2 separate regions of the Capra hircus genome follow, and region 2 is linked to region 1. Evidence: chromatin contacts called from public Hi-C data. All regions are on one chromosome and are shown on one strand. The core of a region is the stretch at or near the end of the contact, and the rest is flanking DNA. Distances in the headings are between cores, read along the strand shown. Region 1 has its middle 33 kb from the start of CBX6. Region 2 holds the start of LOC102184324 (DNA dC->dU-editing enzyme APOBEC-3C).

Region 1 (5,350 bases), core at 1,359-3,858:
ACACTCAGGGATCCCCAACCGGGGTCACAGACTGGCTCCGGTACATGGTCTTTTAGGAACTGGGCAGTACAGCTAGCTGGAGGTGAGCAGCTGGGCAAACGAGTGGTTTCATCTGCATATTTACAGCCACTCCCATTACTCACATTATCACCTGAGCTCTGTCTCCTATCAGATCAGTGCAGGAAAAAAATGTAACACACTTGAATCATTCGGAAACCACCACCCCACCCCACCCCACCCCACCCCACCCTGGTCCGTGGAAAAACTGTCTTCCACAGAACCAGTCCCTGGTGCCAAAAAGAGGCTGGGAACCAATGATTTAGAATGAAACCATGTCTATGGTTAAAAGCTATTTTCTGCTGTACTCATTCCTTAAATAGCATCAATTTGTGAGCTAAAGTTCATCTTTAGTTCAGCTACATTTATGGCACAAGACCTCCTTTCCACATCAGTGACACTAATTTTCCTTAAGTGTAACAGCACTCAATTTTTAGTAGCAATTATATTTTTAAAAGGTTAACAACTTGTAGGACAAAAATATTCTAGCCATGTTTATTTTCTACCGTTTTAGTCACTATTTATCACTTAAACTATTTGCAAAAAGAGTAATCTACCTACAAGATGGTCTTTCTTATGCTCCCATCCCACATCTCGTTCAAAGGATTTTCCTTCCTCCTTCCTCATTTCTAACTTGGTTGGTGCAAGTGCAGGAACTTCAGATAATACACAAAATACCTGTGTATTTTGGATAGAGTGAGTAGCCATTCCCTTCTCCAGGGGATCTTCCTGACCCAGGGACTGAACCCAGGTCTCCTGCATCGCAGGCGGATTCCTTACCATCTGAGCCACCAGGGAAGCCCCAAAGGTAGAAAGAAGACAAAAAACCCTTAGTTTTACAGTGTCCCCAAAATTAGCTATGAGAAATAGTTATCTGTCAAGAATCCCGAGAAGATCGGGCCATCAAAGGTCCCTCTGTGTGCAGTCTGATACGTCTGCAACAGTAGATTAGCAAGAAAGTCACCTTAGTCAATTAGTCATGCAAACAGCGCTGACAGCAAGTAGAAACTGATGAACCTTTGTTAATACCTTCCGAGAAGTCCCCAGCTCTACAGAGTTACGCTTTGCATTAAGTCACTCTTCAGGACTTTCCTGATGGTCCAGTGGTTAAGAATCCACCTACCAATACAAGGGACACGGGTTCAATCCTGGGACAATTCCACGTGCCATGGGGCAACTATGCTGTGTGCCATAACGACTGAAGCCTGAGCTTCAAGAGAAGCCACTGCAAAGAGAAGCCCATGCTCAGCAAGGAAGACTCAGCACAACCAAAAATAAAATTAGAGTAAATAAATAAAATCATTAACATAAGTAATTAACCCTTAAGTTATTAGAGGAAATACTCGTAGGAGGTAACCAGTGGCAAAACACTCGTTGTGAAAACTGAAGCAAATGAGTTGACAAATTCCTGAGAAAAGCCAAGTGACATCATTTGTCAGAATAAATGCTGGACAATACAACACCAGTCCAAACCTGAAATCTGTAAATTAAGATGGTGATCCTACCAAGCGAGTTTTGGAATGGATGGAAAATTTCTCGAGGTGCCAGAGGAGCATTTTCACCAGTCTCCCCTCCCCTCAAAGGAGTGGCTGAAAATGTAACTGCTGTGAGAAAGAAAATGGGAAAATATACCCACAGGAAGTGGCTCTGACTTGGAGAAGCCACCACGAGAAAACAAACCACAGACTGGTGTCCAATGGCCTCCCCCAAAAACACAAGGGGGCGGGGGCAGAGTTAAGGCACCTAAATTTTTTTTTTAATCCAAGTGACTTTGGCCTTTTACAATATTTTACACAATTTTTTAAAAGAGGATTTCAAGCATGTGGGAAACAGGCAAATTGTTTCAAAAACCCTGCGTGGCAAATTCAGTTTGCAAGTGTCCTTCAGATGTTTGCCAAGGATAATAAAGCCGACTGTTGGCGGTGTCCGGTCCTTCTTCCTCCCTGACGCTCGCTGGAACCCCAGGACCGTGCAGAGTCACAAGCAAGTGGTCTGCAGGAAAGGGGCGTGGCATCTCCATCGCTGGAAAACAGCTCGGCTCTCGCTTGGCAGATTTTCGAGAACCGTGATTGCCTCTTCCACGTGGAATCATTCTCCTCGCCATATTCACAGAATTTCTCCAATCGTCTACTATTTCAGTGACAGTCGGGACATAAACACGTGTCCTGCGCCGCATTTATGGCACAAGATCTCGTGTTCAAAACCGTGGCCCCGATGTCCCCTGTAGTAACAGCACTCGAATTGTAGCGGCCATCGTATTCTTCAAAAAGGTTAACAACTTGGCGTCTTGGTGCAGATCTCCTCTGCCTAGGCGTCTCCCTCATTTTCCTTTGACGCCAACCTCTTCGTAAACCTGCCTTCTGACCGCATGGCCAGGTTCTTGCAGCGGCCCGATCCCTCCCTCCCAGCCGCTAGGTCTCCGGCGTGGCTGCGGGGGCAGGTCCGCCGCTCGCTGCTGTTCCGGCCGCAGCCCGACGGGGGGCGACAGCGAGTCGGGGGCGCAGGTGGCGCGCGCGTAGGGCGGCCAGGCGCGTCTCTGGGGTGTGCTGGGGCCGGGCTGGGCGCCCGTTGCCATCCAGCTAGCCAGGGTCGCAGCCGGTCCCGCACCCTGCCCTCCCCATGCCCAGCGACATCCGTGCCAGGGTAGAACAAGGCTCGGCGTCAGGGGCGGCGATACCAGGGACTCGGCCTATTGCGCAGCAGCGCCGCGCACCGGAAATCTCTGAATATTGCATAGATCCTTCCTTGGTACGCGAGACGATTGACTCAACATCAAGCTTTGGTTTTGTTTAAAAAAGAAAATTTAAAAAAAAAAAAGGCTTTGGGGATTATTTTTGCTTGTTGAAAATCCATACCGATAAAATGATGTACTGAGAGTAGCCCTGATTTTGGATGTGTGATTGGCAAACAGAAAATGAAAGAATAGAATAATAAGAGGTTGAGAATATTCGAATGTACTTCTCTGAAAAAAAAAAAAAAAGAAAACCTTGGGGAGTCGGGAGGCGGGGGTGGAGGGCAGGCCCGCTCATGAGATTCTTCGGGTCGCAGATAAGGTTAAGCTCTCAGAAAGCGAATCTGGCAAAGGGATCCGTGTTCTTCATTTTTACGTGCCCCCACCCCTCTGGGTCAGAAGAAGGCTAGTTATGCCGCAGGAACAATCAGTCCTTGAAATCTCAATGGCTTAAATCAGTGGAATCTTTTTCTTGGGGTCTAGGGGACCCTTTTATCCGGTAGTGCTCGCCAGCCTCCTGGATGCAGGCTGAAGCCACCGAGGCTCCACCTGATCACTCAGCAACCTGGCAGGGACACTGTACATCACTCTCCAGCTCTTAAAACTATTGCCAGAAAGTGGTGTGTCACTTTTGCTCCCATTCTCATTGGCCAAAGCAAATCCCATGCTCACACCTAACCCCAAAGGTGTGGGAAAATAAAACTTCAGCAGGGGCAGGAACAAGGATAATGGGAGAGCTCTAATGTAGTCCTGATGGCCATCACATCCTCCAATTACTGTGCTGAGCCAACTTCTTTTTTTTTTTCCAATTTATTTTATTGAAGTATTTCAGTACTTCATGATTTACTATGTGTTCATTTTTGCGGTACAGCAAAGTGATTCCGTTATTCATGTATATATGCATCCTTTTTCATATTCGTTTCCATTATGGTTTATCACAGAATATTGAATATAGTTCCCCGTGCTCTATATATACAGCGGGTTGTTCTTTATCCATTCTATATTTAATAGTTTGTATCTACTAATCCCAAACTCGCAGTCCATGCCTCCCTCGTCTCCCTGCCCCCTTGGCAACCACAAGTCTGTTCTCTCTGTAAGTCTGTTTCAGTTCCAAAGATAAGTTCATTTGCATCATATTTTAGATTCCACATATAATTGATATCATATGGTATTTGTCTTTCTCTTTCTTACTTCACTTAGTAGAATAATCTCTAGGTCCATCCATGTTGCTGCAAATGTTCATCTGTCGATGGACATTTAGGCTATTTCCATGTCTTGACTGTTGTAATTAGTGCTGCTATGAACAGAGGGGTGCATGTGTCTTTTTGAATTATAGTTTTGTCTGGATATATGCCCTGGAGTGGGATTGCTGGATCGTATGGCAACTCTATTTCTAGTGTTTTTAAGGAACCTTCACACCATTTCCCATAGTGGCTGCACCCATTTATACTCCCACCAACAGTGTAGGAGGGCTCCCTTTTCTCCACACCCCCCTCCAGCATTTATTACTTGCAGACTTTCTGATGGTGGCCACTCTGACCCGTGGGAGGTGGCACCTCACTGTAGTTTCGATTTGCATTTCTCTAACAGTTTATCTGGGGCTTCCCAGGGATCCTGCCTGCCAATGCAGAGGATGCAAGAGACACTGGTTTGATCCCTGGGTCAGGAAGAAATCCCCCGGAGTAGGAAATGGCAACCCACTTCAGTATTCTTGCCCGGAAAATTCCATGAACAGAAGAGCTGGCAGCCTACAGTCCCATGGGGTCTCAAAGAGCTGGACACGACTGAGTGACGGAGAACACATACACACAGTAGTTTATCTAACTTCTCTGGGAAGGTCTGAGGGAATAAACAAGCCTGAGAAAGGGAAAGAGGGAAGATAATTGGAAAGAGGTCACATTTGTCACTGTTTTTATATTGTAGCTCCCCTTAAAAGGACAGAGGCCACAGCCTGGCAGAAGTTGGCATCACTGCCCCAGCTCAGCACAAGTATGAGTTGGCTTAGGTACAGAGAATGCACCTGCCTGGTGTGTTCCCTACACACTTAGCACCAACCATCTCCGGGCCACTGAAAAAACAAAAAGCTTCTGTAGAAAGGTCAGAACAGCGGGAAAGAGACTAAAGACAAAGTACTAACGGTCTCACAATTTTGATATATTTGTTCAAAGACTTGCCCGCTTTCACCCATCTCCTTCCACCCCCAACTCCATTTCTGTCGCGCTCTCTCTCACACACACACCAAAAAATGCCACTATGAAGCTTCAGAACATCAGGAATAAAGTCTTCAAAGCTGCCAGTTAGAAGAGATACACTGCCTAGAAAGGAGTAAGAATCAGACAGCCCTGGCAGAGGGCTTTTCGCTTGCAAGTTGCTGTTTATGTTTGCTATTTTTGAATCACTGTGGCTACTGTTATGTTGCATTTCCCCCCCCCAGTTCACAAAAATGAATCAGTGGCTCAAAAGAGGTTCTTCAAAATGTAAAGGAATGATGAAAATGGTATCATGAATCATCAGAAGAACACAGTAGGCATAATGAATAAATAGTTCTCCAGTGTATCTATG
Region 2 (5,443 bases), core at 770-3,269, 53 kb before region 1:
CCTCCCTTGGCGGGACACAATGCCAGCGGCACTTGAATCTGCAATTCTAAGGCACCAAATAAATGCGATGAGTTTCCTGGGGCCCGTACCTGGTTATGAAAGACCCCCCAGTCGAAGGAGACAGGTGAGCGGTGTTTCCATCTTTTCACCCGGTAGCAGATGTAGGAGCAGTTCCGCCCATAGGCATAGAGTAGGTTGTGAAACTGGAAGTAGAAGGTTTCAGGATCTAACCTCGCCACGTGGTCGCTGGAGATAAAAAGAGAAAAGAGAAAATGCAGAAAGCGCCCCCTTCCACCTCTACCTGGGCATTCCTCCCAGCTGGTGTCTCCTGAGTGCAACACCCTGGCCACTCTTGGTGCTCAGCTTCCCAGCAACCCTCCTGGGCCTTGGGAATTTCCTGCTGCCTTTGCAGGCAGGAAGGAAGACTGGGGAAGAGGAGACGATGCTGGGTCAGCAGGGTGGGTGACGCCTCCCCCTGGGGCCCAGGCTCTGCTCTTTCCTATAGCACCCTAATCCCCACTCCAGTTTTCCTGCCTACCATTAGTAAAACATTAAAAAAGTAATAAAAACCTCTGCACTACAAAATAATAGCCTTTGACATTTCAGTTCCATTCACCCCTGACTTTTCACTTGTGCATTTGTTTGCTTGTGTAAATTTTTGTTGGAGTAAAGTTATTTTGTAACATTGTGTTAGTTTCTATGGTCCGGCAGAGTGAATCAGCCATACACAAGCATGCATCCGAGCTCTTTTGGATTTCCTTCCCATTTAAGTTGTCACAGAGCACCCAGTGGAGTTCCCTGAGCTGTAGAGTAGGTTCTCCTTAGTTATCTATTTTATACATGGTATCAATAGTTGTTTCAGTTTTTTAATGTGAGGTTAACACCTAAACTCACCAGCTCAGGCTACTGTTTCAACTGCTCCCTGTATCTGAACTCATCGACTCCTCCCCCAAAATCCACGGGAGCCAAGCCCATTTTATAGAGGAGGAAGCAGGGATACAGAGGGGGCAAGTAGCCCGCCCAAGTCACACAGCAATAAGTGATGGAGCTGGGCCAGACCAGGCCATTTCCTGCTGTGCCATCTGTGACCTTGCAGCTATGTGAAGTCTTGGATGTGGCTTTCTTTCTTTCTCACTTTTAAAACAGGAGCACTTCCTCTGATCTTTCCTCGATTCTAGGCTCGTGGTACAGGTATAAACGTGAAGCGTGGTCACCTAAGGTGTGGCCAGGTTGTAAACCATTTAATGGATTTATTTAAACCAATGGTTGTAAATAAAACCATTTATTTTTCTGCTCAGAGCTGAGGTATCCTTGGAAGAAGGGATGTCTCTACTTGCCTCAGAAAAGTATTCTCACACTGTGCTTACAGTGGTCTAAACAGTAGAGAAAATGGATCGGAGTGCTGTAAACACAATCCACCAGCTGCTTCAGCCATCCTTTGGCCAAGAGAACTCGCCCGACAGCATTTCAGACTGGGAGCTGGGCCAGAGGACCCTCAGAGAGGCGTGGAGGTGTGGGAGGGGCCAGTTCGAAGCAAGAGTGGGCGCCCCATCCCCGGAACAGGGCAGACTCCAAGTGGGAGAGGGTCCTTTCAGAAAAGGTGCCAGAGGGGGAAAAAAGAACGGGGCTGGAGCTGCAGAGACTTCAGGGAGAAGGAGGCTGAGGGACAAGACACAGCCCTAGAGACCTCGGGAGAGGGGGCCCAGTAGACAGAGCGGGCGGGCAGCAGTACCTGATCCAGGGCATCTGGCTGTAGCCTCCGCAGGCTGGTTGCAGCCCTGGCCTTTGTCTTGAGTGCGGGGGCTCCACTTCCTCTCTCAGGACTCTCGGATAGAAAAACCCCTTATCTGTGAGTGACCTCCCAGGCCGGCTCTGCGGAAGCCCGCCCTCCTTCCTGCTTTGGCACCGGGGGTGGGAGGAGGGCCCCGGGTGGGAGGGCCCCCGGGGTGCTTTGCTTCCTCAGGCTCAGATCCACCTTCCCCTGGGCCCTCCCTCTTGGCTGAGCTCAGCCTCTGATGGGGCCAGGCCCCTCCATGGGGTAGGACCTGACGTTACTGCAAAGGGAAAGAGAAAGTAAAGATGCCCAAGAGGGGGATGGGCCAGACCCTGGCTGAAGAGAGCAGACCGCGGCCCCGCTCCCACCGGGGGAGGGCAGGCTGGATCCCTCTCCACCCTACGCCCTCACCCAGCCCAAATCTGCGCCTCGCTCTACACCTGCCTGTTGAATTAATGGACGCCATGAGGGAGTGTGGCCCTTATGAGGAAGGAGACTGGTGGGCTCCAGGTTGGAAATTTACAATAAGCCACCCTTCTGGTTGCATTTCCTGAGATAAGAGATAGGTGGGTTCCAGTTAAGGAATTTACAGGGTCAATAGCCAATCTTTGACTCGTCCCTCAAGGGGATAATCACGACAAGGACAATGAAAGGAAAAAAACCCTGTCTGACAGAGGAGACCCTACAAACACAGAAACTCTCCTTGGAGTCAAGAAAGAAAGTAGAAAAGTATTTAGTTGCCTGACTCTTAGCGACCCCATGAACTGTAGCCCGCCAGGCGCCTCGGTCCTTGGAATTCTCCAGGCAAGAATACTGGAGGGGGTTGTCATTTCCTTTGCCAGGAGATCTTCCCGACCCAGGGCCACCAGGGAAGCCTTGGAATCAAAAGTCAGAGGATAATTCCAAGCCATGATGAGTCTTGCTCCTCCCAGAAGCCTTCACTTCAAGATCCAACTTGGCTAGGGTGGGCGTGTGCACCCCAGGGGAGGGTCCTGAGACAAATTAACCAGGGAGGACAAAGTAAGGCGATTGGCTTGAGGGAAGACATAGACCTGGAAAACTGCCCTTTTATGAAGGATTTATTATAAAGGATTTAAACTTCCCAAAGTTGCTAATTTCTCTCTCTCTGAGCTCACCCCCATGCCTTTCTGAATGTACTTCTTCTTTTCAATAACCTTTTTACTTTACTCTTTACCTTCTGCCTCCTTGCCTGAATTCATTCTTGATTAGGCAGGCAAGACTAGGAACCTTAGTCTTACCTGCTGACTCCTGTGGTCCAGGGGTTAGGACTCCTGGTCTGGAAAATGAAGATCTTGCTTCCAGTTGCCGGGTGCTGCCGTTTGCTCCTGACCGCATCCGAAATCATTCCCACCTCCAAGTTCCAGCCTGCTTGGTGTTCGGGCTATACAGAGAAGAACAAACCTGACTCCAGGTTGAATCTGTTCCTTTAGCTCGAACCCTTGACCTCTGCAGCCTGCACTCAGTCACGCTGGCTCTGCAGCCTTTTAAACCAATGTTGCTTGGAATTTCCCATGGATTCAGGTTCTGGGTCCCACTCTAAAGCAGGAGTGGTGGATGCTGGCCCCAGACTAACCACACGATTTTTTGTAAATATCACTTTGTTGGCACTTTTGAAAAGGGGGAAGTCAAGGAGTTCCCTGGTGGTCTAGTGGCTGGGATTTGGCGCTTTCACCACCACGGTAGGGTTCAATCCGTGATCGGGAATCTAAGATCTTCACATGCCTTGCAGCACAGCCAAAACGAAAAAAAGGGAAAATCAATCAATAAAGATTAAACACAGACACACACGGATATAAGAATGCTGCCTAGAGCCAGGACTATATGTGACAGACCAGTCTCCAGCCAGCCTCTGACCTTTAAAGGCCCTTTCCCATTCGCATAGAGATTAAAAGTTGCAGAACAGAAAGTAACAGCTATCTTGTTGGAGGGTTACAGGAACATGGGGACCAGATTTACCTGGACAGCTGCAAGAACAAAGGATTCTCACAACAACCAGCGACATCCCCCCTCCCCCTTTTAGGATTAAAGAAGCCTGAATTCTAACTCGGATAAGGTGGTTCTTTGGGACACTAGTCCACCGTGCTCTTGGTCTGCAGGCTTTCCTAATACAGTCACTATTCCTTGCCCCGACACCTCTTCTCTCAATTTATCAGCATATACCGTGGAGAGCAGTATGAGTTTGGACTCAAAAACAGGGCTTCAACATACAAATTTGCACACAAATGTTCACTGTGCACAAGTGACACAGACTTTTAGCCCAGACCAGCCTGTAACCCACAAGATTGCTTTGGTTGCCGCCTGGACAATGACGGTGTAATACTGCTCTCAATACGCTAGTTGCTGCTTAACACCCAGAGCTGAAACTGCCCTGCACCTGCCTTCCCAGAGGTCGTGTTCATTGCTACAATACCTCACCCGGAGGCCTGGAACATGGCTTGTTTTAGCTGGGCTTTTGCTGCCCTTAGAGGATGGACATCTCCTTGTGGGAATAAAATGCCTTACTTGGCACTCACTGCCAAATTGCTGAAAAAAAAAAAAAAAGTTTACCTATTTGTTTGGCTGGGCTAGGTCTTAGTTGCAGCATGTGGGATCTAGTTCTCCAACCAGGGATTGAACCTGGGCCCCCTGCCTTGGAAGCTCAGAGTGTTAACCACTGGACCACCAGGGAAACTCCCAAGTTATTTTCTAAAGCTCTAGTACCAGCAGACCCTTCCAGAAGAAACAAAAAATGTTACCATTCTGAGAGAGTCAGTTCCTAGGCAGATTGAGAAGAAGTCCAGGGTCCCCAAGGAGGAGAAAGGGGTCTGGGGCTCTCGAAGTGGAGATTAGGGGTCTGGAATTCTCAAGGAGGAGAAAAGGACAAATTCTTTTTCCCTCTACATTCCTTAGTCAATTACACAACTCAGTTTAAACTCTGTTCTAGGGATTATACAGCAACAATGTATCCGGCTGGAGGGCAGTTTCTCCTTCCTGAAAACCTTCTGATTAATCCTAATATTTTAGAATGTATATTATGGGAGTGGGTCTGGAGGATCTTTCTATTGTTAAATTCTAATCTTGTTATCCTAAAATGTAAATTATGGGAGTAGGTCTGGTAAAATTTTCACCAACTTGAGACATTCTTTTGATTCATTGTAATGACTAATTAGAAGGTATATAACTCTATGACCAACTTGATAGCCTATTAAAAAGCAGAGATATTACTTTGCCAACAAAGGTCCATCTAGTCAAGGCTATGGTTTTTCCAGTGGTCATGTATAGATGTGAGAGTTGAACTGTGAAGAAAGCTGAGTGCCAAAGAATTGATGCTTTTGAACTGTGATGTTGAAGACTCTCGAGAGTCCCTTGGACTGCAAGGAGATCCAACCAGTCCATCCTAAAGGAGATCAGCCCTGGGTGTTCATTGGAAGGACTGATGATGAGGCTGAAACTCCAGTACTCTGGCCACCTCATGCAAAGAGTTGACTCATTAGAAAAGACCCTGATGCTGGGAGGGATTAGGGGCAGGAGGAGAAGGGGACGACAGAGGATGAGATGGCTGGATGGCATCACCGACTTGATGGACATGAGTTTGGGTGAACTCCGGGAGTTGGTGATGGACAGGGAGGCCTGGCGCTGCAATTCATGGGGTCGCAAAGAGTCGGACAC

What was found. A called contact is a pair of places that touch in the nucleus more often than the background predicts.
Region 2: a Hi-C map of blood shows a contact between it and region 1, with 2.3 times the contacts expected there. The contact joins the promoter of LOC102184324 here to the enhancer-like site in region 1. A contact is called at or near these places in 3 of 5 Hi-C or Micro-C datasets (all in blood).

Annotation. Positions count from the first base shown.
Region 1 is chr5:109,427,354-109,432,703 of ARS1.2, reverse strand. No RefSeq gene overlaps it. Among named protein-coding and RNA genes, the nearest start is that of CBX6, 33 kb to the right of the region's middle. Within about 2 kb of position 2,608, at least 1 of the 5 cell types and tissues checked has an H3K27ac peak or open chromatin away from gene starts, as enhancers often do.
Region 2 is chr5:109,479,858-109,485,300 of ARS1.2, reverse strand. It overlaps LOC102184324 (DNA dC->dU-editing enzyme APOBEC-3C), which reads right to left and starts at 2,019. Exons shown (of 8, transcript XM_013964351.2): 1 at 1,733-2,019; 2 at 90-246. The coding sequence starts at 1,746.